Regions from separate parts of the Mus musculus genome. Here region 2 is linked to region 1. Evidence: chromatin contacts called from public HiChIP or PLAC-seq data. All regions are on one chromosome and are shown on one strand. The core of a region is the stretch at or near the end of the contact, and the rest is flanking DNA. Distances in the headings are between cores, read along the strand shown. Region 1 overlaps Stk40 (serine/threonine kinase 40). Region 2 has its middle 25 kb from the start of Thrap3.

Region 1 (7,162 bases), core at 2,102-4,601:
GTACCTGAGGGAACAAATGCCTAGAAGAGAGCTATTGCCTCAAAGCTGGTTCTTTGACGAAGTCCTGCCCTAATAGCCCAGGTTGTCCTCAGAGTTCCTGCATAGACCAGGCTGACCTTGAACTCACCACCCTCCTTTCTCAGCCTCCTGAAGGCCAAGCCTTCATAGCTACCCCCAGCAAATAGCTACTCATGAGAGAACAGGGAGAGCAGCCCATCTTTCTTGCTCTCCGACCTGAGGCAGATAAGGGGATAAGTGGGTGGGTGGGAATGTGGACTCTAGGGGCTTAGCTCTATATTGGTCTGATGTTTTCAAGAAAACCCCACTGTCAGGAAACAGTGCCCCCTCTAAATATGCATGCGGACTGCCACCTACCCTACAGGAGGGCGTTTGCTGCCCAAGGGTCCAGAATGAAGGGAGTGGGCTGTCACAGGAGTGGGGACTGGAGAGAACAGGATTGACCTGCTAGTTATCTGCCTGTACGACTGGGCACAGTTGGTATTGGTCTGATGAGGTGTGTTAGAGGGATAGCAGTGCTTTTAGGGAGAGGATTTCCGACCTTTGAGTGACTTGGACCAACATACCCTGGGACTTTGGACCCCATGGCTGGCACTTTCCAGGTCTGGCCAGAAAAGCCCTGCTACTTTTGCAGTAAGTTTGGTGCTGGCAGCATCCCAGGCTACGGGTGCATCATGGGCAAGGGGCGTGTTTTCTCCTGGAAAAAATAGGAAGGAAATTAAGAACAACAAAAGGTTTCAAACCAGCAGAGGTTCCCTGTTGATTACCATGGACACTGCACTGGATGGCCCTCTGTGGGGTAGGGCTTACTCTGCTTTACAGGACAGCTTGTCGGGGATCAGAGGGATTAAGGAGCCTGCTCTGTTAAACAGCCAGTGATGATGGGACTGGGACTTTCCACATCCGGCTCTCTGTGACTCTGGAGCCCATGCTACCCCTTCCTCCATCCGGGCCAGGCGCTGGCCCCAGGGAGCCCAGTCCCCAGAATCTTGGAGTCAAGAGCTATAGGGCTGGAAGGGACCTTGATGAGGCAGAAGCAATCCTTCCCTTGGCTGAGGAATAGAACTGCCACTGCCTGGAGGCAAGGTCTTCTCTTCTCCCCGTGGGGAGTACATAGAAACATTTTAAACCATGTTAGCCACAGTCAGACCTGGCTTCAGAAGCCAGTTCTGTCACATGCTGGCCAGATGACCTTGAACAAAATCATTCTGACCCCAGTGTCCTCTGCTGTTAAAGGAGGATAACTGTTCCTGCACTGAGGCTGAAATAGGTTACTGTGATACCAAGTGTCGCTTAGTGCCTGTCATAGTCAGGTTCCAGTGCTGTCTCATTAGTGATCTGTGAATATCCCTAAAGTGACAGCTCATGCCTGCCTTCAGTCCAATGGATACCAGGTGGCAAACAGGAAGCTCTTTATAGACTTGTTTGCAAGCTGTCTGAGGGAGATTGTACTTCCCAGGACTATTGACCTTGACCCTTCCTTCCTTAGCTCCTGGGACCCCCTTGCCTTAGCAGACAGCGCCATAAGACTGGGGCAGTAAGCTTCCACCTGCCACCAGAGTACACCTTCTCAAGAAGCAAAATTATCATTATAATAACTATAGGGAATAACCAAAGAATGCAAAAGAATATGAATAAGAAATACAAGAGCCCTCCCTCTCTCTGGATTCTTCTCAAAACTCCCTGTGCACATTGAAGGGTGTTAATTTCTTTAACCAAAATAGGTTCATATGCACATGCAGTATTGCAGGGTGCTTGTTTTTCTCAAGATGGGATTTCTTTGTGTAGCCCTGGCTGTCCTGGAACTTTCTCTGTAGACCTGGCTAGCCTTGAACTCAGAGATCTGCCTGCCACTGCCTTCCAAGTGCTGGAACTAAAGATATGCAGGCTTGGTGGTGGTGGTGGTGTTTTTGATAGGGTCTCATCAAGTCCAAACCAGTCTGGAAATCAATGAAGTTGACCTAGAACTTGTGAATCTCCTACCTCAGCCTCTAAGTACCGGGATTACAGGAATATGCCTCGATGCCCAGTTTCTGTGGTGTTGGGAGGTAGGCAAGTGCTCTCCCAGCTGAGCTACATCTTAAGCCCAAAGTTGTGAAATTTAACTTTGTATGGCTCTGATCCAAATGGCCTTGCGTGTAGGATGACGCAGTGCTTCTTTTTAAAGCCGTTGCAGACAATGTAAGGGAAAGTTGCATGTCTGTGTGCTCAGCTTGAGCTTTCCCGTGCCACTCTGAAAACCTGGGCTAGACACTGGCCTGGTTCCTCTCATGCATGTTGGTTCTGAGGACAGTCCCTCGGGGTGCACCATACTTGGGGGCAGTGCCACCACCACCCCCATCTCCAGGTGAGGAAGCTATGAGCCCAGAAACAGGTGTCCAGGTCACAAAGTAGACAGAAAGGTGGCTCTTAGGCACAGCCAGCCCTTCTTTGATCTCTTGTTGCTTTCTCTTTGCCTGATTTCAGCTATTTTGGGTGACAGTACTTGAACTCCATATGGGACCCTGTGGCAGCCGTGTCATTGGGCTGAGTCAACCCCACAGAGCAGTAACTGATATTTTGAGCTGAAGGGCCCCTGAGTCACATGCTAGGATCTTCCTTGCTGTGAGTTTCTTTTCTAGCCAGTGAGCTAGAGCGGACTGGTATGACAAGGGAGAGCTGTCAGTAACTTGCGCCAATATCCCTTCTTCACAAGGCCCCTTGCAGATCCAAGACCCATCACAAATGTCAACCAAGCCAGTGTGCTTGGCTGCTTTTCTGGATGGGAGATACCAGGCCAGCACAGCTCGAGAAAGAGCTATTAAGATTGTCCCCTCCTCTGACACCCACACGGCCTGACAGATTATTGTTGTCACGTCAGCTGCTTCCGGAGGCAGGGAGGAGGGGGTCAGCTGGTGACAGGACTGTCGACAATACCCTAGATCCCATTCTGGTGGCTTCTAAGAGTGACTGCTGGGGAAATGCCCTCAGGAGCAGCCAGCCCACTTGAGCACTCCCAGGGACTGGTGATGCTCTGGCTTTTTTCTAAAACTGCTCCGAGCCTACCCCGACCAGCACTTCAGTCTTCTAGTGGAGCCCATGGGGGAACTCCTGAAGGCTGTAAGTGGTGATTACACAATCTCCTCATATGGGGCTAATTTGTAAAGCCTGCCTCCTGGAGGAGACAAGAGCTGGATCCCCAGGCTGCAGAGTGGGCTTTTAGGTCCCTTCTGCGTCCAGCTGCAGTGCTCAGCATGACCAAGTGCTGCTGGGGACAGGCTGCCTAATGGCAGTGGATGTACTTTGGGGGAGCTGTGTAGGCCCTTTGCCAGCACCCCTCCCACTTCCCCCTGGCTGAGTCACTTCCTTTCTGGCTGCCGCAGGTATTCTCCCACAGGCCCAGAGCAGAGCCGCCTCAGTGGGTGAGGCTCGCTCTGTGTAGCCCTCACTAGTAACCCCCAGGCAGTACAGTGCAGCCAGCGTGGGGAGAATGAGGCAGTGGTATATTTTCCTAACAAACTGGAGCTGTGTGTATCCTCTTGCATTTACAGAGTGAGCAGAAGCGGCACTGTTGGGGAATAGTGAAGATGACAGCACAGGCATGAGTCTTTGTCACCAGGGAATCCTGGCTGGAGTCAAAGGATTACTAATCCATCTCCCCAGCCCCCCAGCCTCCATCCGGAGCACAAAGCAAGGGCTTCCGGTCGGTCGGTCGTTCCTTTGAGAGCAGGGGAGGACTCACTCCCCTTTCAGCCACACCTGTCATGCCATTCAGGTTTAAAGGGATAGCCCTGATGTCTGTCTCAGTCCAGTCAGGAGAAGAGAGCTGCCAGCTCCAAGTTCTGGTTTCTCTGTCCTGAAACAGACATTGGCTCTGCAGGTATAGTTTCTTGATAGGGCGCTTGTCTCTATGCTTAAGGCCCTGGGTTCTATCGCCAGCATTCTAACAAACAAAAATAGACGAATGAGAAAGTTATTAAAAAGAGGGGGCTGGAGAGATGGCTCAGTGGTTAAGAGCCCTGACTGCTCTTCCAGAGGTCCTGAGTTCAAATACCAGCAACCACATGATAGCTCACAACCATCTGCAATGGGATCTGATGCCCTCTTCTGGTGTGTCTGAAAACAGTTACAGCGTACTCATATACATAAAATAAGTAAATAAATTAAAAAAGAAAAATTAAAAAGAACCCAGGCAGGGCATGGTATTGAATCACTGTAATCCTAGCACTTGAAAGGCAGAGGCACAGGAGACTCACACATTCAAGGTCAGCATGGTCTGCATTCTGAATAAGACCCTGCATTTAGGGGGAGGAGGAAAAAGCCCTAAAAATGGATCCTAGTAATTAGCCCTTCAGGTACAAGCTGAAAATTCACGTGTCTGGAGAGATTATCTACCAGGTCACCTATACACACAACAGGGGCATTTGTCTTTCTTCTGCTAGCCCCAGGATAACAAGCTGATCTTTTGGACATCCTATGAAGGAAATGTTACCACTCCCCTTTTCAAAATGAGGAAACTGAGGCCCACAAAGGATTGACTGGGTTAACAGAGCAAGAGAAAGATGGAAGCTAAGGCCTGAACCCTGGTTTGCACAACCCCATGTTGGTCCTGCTCTCCTGTCTGATATTTGGGTGACTGCCCGTGGTTTGAAACCCTTGTTCCTGGGCTGTGAGTTCCTCTTGCTTTCTTGAGTATAGAGAGCAGATCTGTAGGGAGGCTGGCTATCTCAGGTGTGTGGAGACAGTTACAGAAACAACAAGCTTATGCAGATTTAGCATGAGAAAACATGTATTCCTGCCTCAACGTTTGAGTTAGTGACTTTAGGAGTCTCACTAATTTTTTCTAGGAAATATGCATGCTCCTATGTGTGTCAGGGAAGATCAGTTAGAATTATGTATTTGCAGCTGTTTTGTAAACTATAAAGCTGTAAGCAGGGCTGGAGAGATGGCTCAGTGGTTAAGAGCACCGACTGCTCTTGCAAAGGTCCTGAGTTCAAATCCCAGCAATTACATGGTGGCTCACAACCAAGCAACAATAATGAGATCTGACTCCCTCTTCTGGTGCATCTGAAGACAGCTACAGTGTACTTAGATATAATAATAATAAAGAAAAATTTTTAAAAAGCTGTAAGCAAAAGTCACTTAGAGATAATGTAAGAATGTAGAGCTCGCATGTGGATTCTGAGAGGTCTTGCATCTCTTACACAGGTTAGTCTGTCCCTTCCTCATTGTGGGGTTCTATACAGAAATGGGTTTGGTTCCATGATTGGGATGTCTTTCTGCTATTTAAACAACCCAGTGTAGACCATGTCCTGCCTCATGCATTTCTGACATGGGCCTTTGTTTCTTTTAGAGTAGCCCAGCTAGCTTTGACCCACAGTGATCCTCTTGTCTCAGCCTCACTAGTACTGAGGCATTTCTTTTTGTGTCTTTTCCTTTGGTGGGGGAAGGAGTAGGGGATTGTGGGGCAGCTCTCACGATGTAACCCAGGCTGGGCTCAGACTGCCTTCCTGACTCTACTTCCTGATGCTGGGATTATAGGCATGTGCCACTGCACAGTATGCCAGGGGATTTTTTTTTTTTCTGGTTAACCTGCCCAATACCAGCAGAGTTTTTGTGTCTGTTGCCCTGAGCTAGTAGACACTTCCTAGTCTGTCTGGCTCTGTTCTCATCTCAGTCCATTTCAGTCCCAGCCTGGCAGAGGGCACGATTCACCCGTGAAGAATAACACTTGTGCCTCCATACCCAGCTGTCTATCCCCTGCCCTGACACTGGCCTCCGTGCCTCGTAGATGCATGGCCTATTTTCTCTTGGCTTTTTGGCAGGCACAGGCTAGGCTCAGCTAGCAGAGTCAGACTTGCTCTCTGGGAGCCCACAGCCTGGGCTGGGGTGATGGTAAACAAACCAATAGTCACAGCCCAGTGGGAGGGTGCAGAGGTATGCTCTGGTGTTCTGGGTGGTAGAGAAGGCCACCTAGCCCTGGTAAATGGCTGGGAGTATCTGTTTTTTAGGTTTTTTTTTTTTTCGAGACAGGGTTTCTCTGTGTATCCCTGGCTGTCCTGGAACTCACTCTGTAGACCAGGCTGGCCTCAAATTCAGAAATCCACCTGCCTCTGCCTCCCGAGTGCTGGGATTAAAGGTGTGCACCACCACTGCCCCGCTTCGAGTATCTGTTGTAAGTGACAAGACACTTCAATGAGGACGGTGAGACGACAGGGAGGCCAGAGAGAAGAAGGGTAAGGTGAGACTGTTCATGGCACATACAGCTGCCATGACTCATGGGCTACATTTAGTGTCATATAAGGGCAGTAAGGTGGAGGAGGTAGCAGGTCTGGCAGCCTTACTGGAGAGCTTGGGTTTCTTCCTGAAAACTGGGAGACTTGCAGGACCTCTGCAGTAGATAGCTGCTGCTGCCGCCGCCCAATGGACTGTGTCTGTCCAGCCTGTTACCCAGTTAGCAGAGGCAGTGGCTTGTGTTTGATGGAGTGGTTCCTGCATCCTTTTTATCAGCCCGAAGGAGAGCAGTGGCTCACTGCTCTGCCCTTGGTGCAGAGAAGTGCCTAGGATGCGTTGCAGAAAGGCGCCACCAGGTGGTGGACCTGAAGATTACAGAACCCTCACCCCACCCCCCTCCTCCCACCCCCCCTCATTTCTTAGCCATATAAGACTAAATCAGTTCGTGACAAGCTGACTCTGCCCAGCAAGAATGAGGCTTCAGGTTCCCCTGCTGCAGTTATATACTCAAATCGGCCCCTTTAAACTTGTGAACTGAACCTTTAGGAGTTAGTCCAGCAGGTAGGACTTTGTCCTGTGTCTCTGAGAATACAATGCCAAACATCATGGTTGTTGTTCACTCCTAAACACTTGTATAACCCATATACTTTTCACTCCAGGAAGTGTAACTGAGGCTGGAGAGACGCTCAGTGGTTAAGAGCACTGGCTGCTCTTCCAGAGGACCTGAGCTTGGGTCCCAGCTCCCACATCACAACTGCCTAAAGTTCACTTCTAGGGTATCCAGTGCCCTCACACTCATGCATATGAGTAAAAAATGTAAATAAACATTAGGGAGAAAGTGTAGATGACACTACCATTGTCATATATTTATACATGCATACACATGCGCAAGCACACACACAGTGCGGGTATCTTTCTTCTTTGCTGGCTG
Region 2 (7,162 bases), core at 1,652-4,151, 120 kb after region 1:
AGCAGCGACGTGTGTTTTCTGTACGAGCCCTGGGGCCTGAGTGCGTCCTCGGCTCCCATGCAAAAAGACAGATATGGCTAGTTACTCCAGCCCAGAGGTGGGGAAGCAGAGACTAATAGAGCCCTCTGGCCAGCCACTCAATAGCCTAAGGCAGGCTCCACATTAAAGAGTCCTAGTTCCCAGCCTAGACTTCTGACCCTCAGCCCTGCAGGCACAATTGAGAATACACATGCATAACAGAAACACACACACACACACACACACACACACACATTTCTAGAGCCATTTAGAACTCAGAACAATAAAATATTCTTTTTAGATAAAAGTTTTATCTTATTTATCTTATTTATTTATTTACTTACTTACTTAGAGACAGTTCCATACAGCCTAGACTGGCTGCCTGATCCTCTTGCTTCTACCTCCTGAATGTTGGGATTACGTGTGTGTGTGTGTGTGTGTGTGTGTGTGTGTGTGTGTGTACCACAATCATTTTATTTGGTGATGGGTACCAAATCCAAGATTTCATGTGTACTAGGCAAACACTCTACCAACTGAGCTATGCCCTTAGCACTTAGAAAGATATTTTAAAACTGCCCTTGTGGGCTGGAGAGATGGCTCAGTGGTTAAGAAAACTGCCTGCACTTACAGAGGTCCTGAGTTCAAATCCCAGCAACCACATGGTGGCTCACAAACATCCATAATGAGATCTGACGTCCTCTTCTGGTGTGGTGGTGGCATCGCATGCCTTCTATCCCAGTACTCAGCGGGTAGAGGCAGGTGGATCTCTATGTTCAAGACCAGTCTGGTGTCTCCAGTTCCAGGACAGCCAGGGCTACCCAGAGAAACCCTGTCTTAAAAAATGAACGAAACAGGGGCTGGTGAGATGGCTCAGTGGGTAAGAGCACCCGACTGCTCTTCCAAAGGTCAGGAGTTCAAATCCCAGCAACCACATGGTGGCTCACAACCATCCCTAACGAGGTCTGACTCCCTCTTCTGGAGTGTCTGAGGACAGCTACAGTGTACTTACATATAATAAATAAATAAATTAAAAAAAAAAAAATGAACGAAACAAAACAAACAAAAACCAAACAATGCTGGGCAGTGGTGGCGAATGCCTTTAATCACTTAAAGTGCAGCACTTGGGAGGCAGAGGCAGGTGAATTTCTGAGTTCGAGGCCAGCCTGGTCTACAGAGTGAGTTCCAGGACAGCCAGGGCTACACAGAGAAACCCTGTTTTGAAAAACAACAACAACAAAACAAAACAAAACAAAAACACCACCAACACCCCCCCAAGAAAACCAAAAAACAATAACAACAACCCTGACACTGCTTAACATGTTACTTCAAGGAAATCATCAAAAAAGAAAAGCAACATTTATTTTTATATATGTTCTTTTCTATAAAATATTTGTGTGTGTTTATGTGTATACTCCTGAGGACGCCAGAGGTGTCCTGTAGAGCCAGACTTACTAGCAATAATGAGGTGGTTTGTTTTTTTTTTTTTAGTTTTTTTTTTTTAAGAGTTATTTATTTATTATATGTAAATACACTGTAGCTGTCTTCAGATGCACCAGAAGAGGGCATCAGATCCCATTACAGATGGTTATGAGCCACTATGTGGTTGCTGGGACTTGACCTCAGGACCTCTGGAAGAGCAGTCAGTGCTCTTAACCACTGAGCCATCTCTCCAGTCCAAGGTGGTTTTTTAAAAATATAATTTATTGGGCTGGAGAGATGGCTCAGCAGTTAAGAGCACTGACTGCTTTTCCAGAGGTCCTGAGTTCAATTCCCAGCAACCACATAGTGGCTCATAACCATCTGTAATGGGATCTGATGCCCTCTTCTGGTGTGTCTGAAGACAGCTACAGTGTATTTACATATAATAAATAAGTCTTAAAAATATATATATATATAATTTATTTTTATGTTCATTGGTGTTTTGCCTGCATATATGTCTGTGTAAGGGTGTCAGAAGCCCTGAAAGTGGAGTTACAGACAGTTGTAAGCTGTCATGTGGGTGCTGGGAATTGAACCCAGGTACTCTGAAAGAGCAGCCCATGGTTTTAACCACTGAGTCACCTCTCCAGCCCCTTGTGTGTGTTCTCAAGTATTCACAAATCATATACTTTTAGCACCCACACCCAGGGCTGACTTTGCCGGGGATCTTATCCTTGGGAGGTACCTCCTAGCTCTTTTGGATCTGTCCTGAAAACTGTGGACCAGAACTGGCTGGCTGGAGCTGCCCCCAGGAAACAGTCAAGCCATCACCCAAGGTACAGGCCTAGAACCTTGTAATTTGGGAAGTAAAGGTGGTAGGATCGCCTTCTTGGGCTCCAATAGGAGGCCTCCCGTGACAATCTCCTCTCTCGAATCTGCATAACTATTTTTCTTTTCCATCCTAGAATACTTCTTGCCCAGGTCTGCCACTGGTGCTACAATAACAGGTTCACGCTCAATGCCCTAGTCAATTGGGACATCATAGTATGTCTGCCCCAAAGCAGAGTGATTTCGGGAACGGTGGGGAATACAGAGGGGTTGAGGATGTCATGATCTCCAAAGCCGAGGACAGGCTTCATGACTAACAAGGACACACGCGGTCCAGGAGGGCCTTGAACTCACTCGAGCAGCAGAGGCTCATCTTGCACCCTTTACTTCCCAAATTACGAGGTTGAAGGCGTGTACCATCACACTCAGACTGACTGTCAACATTTCTATATGTTAGATCAACGATACGATGGCTTCATTCCATCACAAAGCCCCAATCTGCAGGTGAGGAAATAGAAGCCAACAAAATCAGGGTACCAGTCTAAAATATCCTGGCAAAAAGCTGGGAGCCAGTGTCAATTCTTCCATCTGTACATGCTCATTTGACCACCAGGGGGAGACAGATGCCCGTTAATGGAGAGGTCGGGGTATCCGGCAAGGGGTTAGTCACCGCGAATGCTCTTTTGAGAGCGTCTCAGGGGACTAGCGAGCCTAGGGTATCTTGGTACAGAAAGAGTGTGTAGGGGTTGAGGGAGGTGTTGTAAGAGAGCCAGGGTTCAGGAACGTTGGCGGCTGGAGGAGGAGCCAAGAACGTTTTGTGGCCTCCTGGCTCTGCCTTTTCTGACCCTGTTGGGAAAAGGGCAGCATTAGGGAAAAGGAGGTTTCTCTGGATGGGGTGGGCCCCTGCCTCCACCTCCCATCTCCTCAGAGACGCTCGGAGTCTTGAATAGACCGGACATTCCTAAGTTTTCTGGCAAGGAAACCAGGAAATCAGACCTTGAGCCAGCCTCCTTTCAGGTCCAGCCAGTTCATTGGAAGCAGCCTTTGCCCCAGGACTTCCCGGAAAAGGCCCACTGTGCCAGGGGAGCCACCCTCGGGCTTCTGCCGCAGATGCCTCTAAGATGTACCGCTGCGCTGCCCACTCTCCCTGGCTATGGGTTAAACCCATCTCCTGAGCTCAAGTTCTGTACAGTTCTCTGTGTGACACTTCTGTGGGTCTCCTTAAGTCCTTTCCACCGTTCCTTGTACACGAATACCAGTGTCTGTGGGATTGGATTGGACCTAGAAGGTTTGGAATTGTCGTTGTCGTTGATCCTTTTTCCATTTCCCATGACCAATGAGCTTTTCTGTGTACTCTGTCCATCTCTTGGTTTCCACCACGCAGTGAGCCAAGTCCCCAGCATCTCGTCACTAGGACCCATTTCTACAGCAAGTTCCACTGCCACTCTTCCTTCAATACCTTTTCCAGGTGACAGTCGTGATAACCTGGTTACATCCCCTACCTGATGAACCTGTCCCAGTAGCTCCCTTACCGCTCCTTTTATTAAATAAGTTATTGTTATTTGTGTGTGCGTTGGGGGTGGGGAGACACACATGGGGAAGTCAGTTGCAACTTTGTAGAGTCTATTCTTTCCCTGTACTTTTAGAGGGGTTCCTGGGTTCACTGATGAGTCATCTTGCTGTCCCCACCTCCTGGGGTTTTGTTTATTACTTTTTTGGTTCTTTAAACAGAGTCTCACTGAATAGTCAGAGCTGGTCTCAAGTTCGCAATTCTTCTGCCTGAATGACTAGTGCTGGGATTGTGGGATCACGGGTATGAACCACCCCACGGTGCTTCCAGTGTGCTTGCAATAAACATTAGATTCCTCGGTGGCAGGGTTCCTGAATGAGCTGGCCCTTCCTATCTCTGTGAGACCCAACCCCCCTCATTTTCTATGGTTCATCTACCCCGGCCCCATTCACTACAGGCCTTTGTAGAGTTGCCTCTACCTGAAACCCCAAACCTTTGCACTAGGAACTCTTGGGGATCTCAGCTCCAGCTCCTTTCTCAGGGATGCCCTGCTTCATCTCCATGACTGGGGTCAGATCTCTTACTCGTTTTTCTAATGCCACACACTTAGCTGCTTCAGGGCTATCAAGGCTGTAATTATGTATTTGTTTGAAATACTGCTTAGTTATTAATGGACCTCTATTAAGGACTACATCAAGTTTTGCCCACTTAAAAACAATCTCCGGGGCAGGTGAGGTGGCTGGGTAGACAAAATGGTGGGGTCCAAACTTAAATGTTTGCAAGATGGGTACTTTGCCAACAGCACCATCTCCCCAGCTCAGTGTATCTGGTTTATTTGGTTTGGTTTTTCCAGACAGGGTTTCTCTGTGCCTTGGCTGTCCTGGAACCCAATTTGTAGACCAGGCTGGCCTTGGATGCATAGAGATCAACCTGTCTCTCCATCCCGACTAAAGATGTGTGCCACCACTGCCCAGTTGCTTTGAGTTTTTTTTAATTTTTTTCCCCAGACATGGTTTTACTGTGTAGCTGTAGTTGGCCGGACTCCCTCTGTAGACCAGGCTAGTCTTGAATTCAGAGGTCCACCTGCTCTGCCTCTGAGTGCTAGAATTAAAGCACACTGGTCCAATAACTTGTTCCTTCAACAATTGACTATATTGGTTACCCACTTTCTCTTCTTCTCCTTTTTTTTTTTTAAGATTTATTTATTTAACACACACACACTGTAGGCTGTACAGATGGTAATGAGCCATCATGTGGTTGCTGGGATTTGAACTCAGGACCTTCTGAAGAGCAGTCAGTGCTCTTAACTGCTGAGCCATTTCTCCAGCCCCCACCCATTTTCTTTTCATCCAGGTCAGGTCTGTGACATTTTTTTTTGTCTGAACCTTGGTGACCCCTTCTTGCCTCCTGGTGTATAATCAACCCCTATTGAGCAGTTTCCCCCCAGAAGTCCAAGAGTATTCTAATGAATCTCTAATCTTATGTCACCATCCCTACTTAACAGCCTTCAGTGGTTCCTGAGTCCTGAGAATAAAAACCTAAGTTTGTAAGCATAGCTTTCCAAGGCCTTACCTATGTGGTTCCCCTCATAGCAAGCGCCTTTTTTTTTTTTTTTTTTTTTTTTTTGAGACAGGGTTTCTCTGTGTAGCCCTGGCTGTCCTGGAACTCACTTTGTAGACCAGGCTGGCCTCGAACTCAGAAATCCGCCTGCCTCTGCCTCCCGAGTGCTGGGATTAAAGGCGTGCGCCACCACGCCCGGCTGCAAGCTCCTTCTTAAGAATTGGGTCTAACTCAACAAATAGAGAGTGCCTCTTCTGCTGGGCAGTGGGTACTGCTTTCATCGGAAAACCCCAGACCGCGTCCATCATGTTTATGCACATATGGATACAGGCACGTAGCTGTTTCCCACACAGCCCTTTGCTTGCCTAGAGAGCCATCTTTCTCCTTTCCACCTTGCTGACCTTGCCAGTCAACACCCAGCCCCCCAGGTGAAAGCCACCTGGCCTAGCTTGCTAACCTGCTGGACTCCTGGGGCACACCCTGCTGCTCCGAGCTCTCACAGCACTGACCCCACGTTGTACTTTCATATTTGTTTGTGTGGTCTGATTAATGTCCACCTCCTGCCGTTTCAGGAAGCTCAGAGCCTCTGGGCTTGGTTTCTGCTTAACCACCTTATCCCTCTGGCACTTAGCAGCTGCTCCACAATTTACTGACTGAACAAATGAATAAATGCTTTCCTAAGCGTACTCAAGAGGACACTGCCTTCCAGGGAGACGCCAGTGGGGGGCTGGGAAGGGCATGTGAAGAACTTCCATTGTGGCCCAGAATGGCTAACCCCTTCCTGGCCTCCCCAGCCGTGCCATGCCTGTGACTTATACCCTGCATCCTGCCCATCTCCCCAGCCCTCTGTAGCTACTCTCTGGAACACTCCTTCAGGCACCCATAAAGCATCTCACATGCTGACTCCTGCTTGAACTTCTCCCTAGGCGGCCATGCCAGCTCTGACCTTTTACGCCTCCTTCCCCAGCTTCCTAAGTGCTAGGATAAAGGCCAGGCCAACAGGCCCACAACTCCTTTTTAGTTTCTCAAAAGGGAAGCAAACTCACATATTTATGTGTCCCCAGACAAGTTAGAAGCTTTGAACCACACTGAAAATTCAGTTTGCATTCATTGGCTTAGACAGTAAGGGAAATCGCTTGGAGGTGGGTTTGCTTTAAAATGTTTTGGCTTTGAATTTATTACTGTGTGCATGGTGTATGTGTGGGCACATGGAGGTCAGAGGGTAACTCTGTAGAGTCAGTTCTCTCCTCCGGCAGCTTGTACTTGTACTGTAAGTACCTTCACCAGCCGGAAATAGGCCTGCTTTAGGTTTTATGGTTGGTTAATTAGGTGGTTGGTGTTCAAAGACTTAGATTTCTGGGACTGCGGCTCAGTGTTACAAGACTTGCCTGACGTGCATGCAAGATGCCCCAGATCCAATCCCCAGTACTGAAAAATGAATGAATGAATGAATGAATGAATGAATGAAAGAGAAAAAACACACTCCCAGCATTGGCAGACTTAGGCTCTCAATGCTGCCATCTTTGCTTTGGCTTTGTTTGCAGGCTGCTTAGTGGGGTGTGAACTAACCTTCAGCTTCACGATGTGAATTTCCATCACAGAAGCGGGGCTTCTCTCATGGTGCTATCATGTGGCAAATAACCACACAAGAGCAATTTAAAGTTTGCCTCACTTTCTAGCTGTTTCTAGCTGCAGGTGGTCCATGAGGTGAGGGTCACACTGTGGGCCAGGCCTAAGGCCATCTGAAGGCTGGACCGAGTCTCATAACTGCTGGCAGAGGCTTCAGTGTCTGGGTAGACAGGTCTCTTAAAAGCACTCTGATTTTTA

What was found. HiChIP or PLAC-seq counts read pairs in DNA pulled down with a chosen protein or histone mark.
Region 2: a FOXA1 HiChIP or PLAC-seq map of pancreatic cancer cells shows a contact between it and region 1. The contact joins two enhancer-like sites. A contact is called at or near these places in 3 of 39 promoter capture datasets (the 3T3-L1 cell line, liver and neural stem cells), 3 of 115 datasets of contacts at active chromatin or transcription factors (the SCID.adh cell line, heart atrium and pancreatic cancer cells) and 2 of 9 other capture datasets (adipose tissue and liver).

Annotation. Positions count from the first base shown.
Region 1 is chr4:126,107,645-126,114,806 of GRCm38.p6, forward strand. The region is part of intron 1 of Stk40 (serine/threonine kinase 40); the gene reads left to right. Among named protein-coding and RNA genes, the nearest start is that of Stk40, 7.3 kb to the left of the region's middle. Within about 2 kb of position 3,352, at least 370 of the 459 cell types and tissues checked have an H3K27ac peak or open chromatin away from gene starts, as enhancers often do. A contact at or near this core is called in the SCID.adh cell line, adipose tissue, heart atrium and 3 more, where this site is marked.
Region 2 is chr4:126,224,275-126,231,436 of GRCm38.p6, forward strand. No RefSeq gene overlaps it. Among named protein-coding and RNA genes, the nearest start is that of Thrap3, 25 kb to the left of the region's middle. Within about 2 kb of position 2,902, at least 195 of the 459 cell types and tissues checked have an H3K27ac peak or open chromatin away from gene starts, as enhancers often do. A contact at or near this core is called in the SCID.adh cell line, adipose tissue, heart atrium and 3 more, where this site is marked.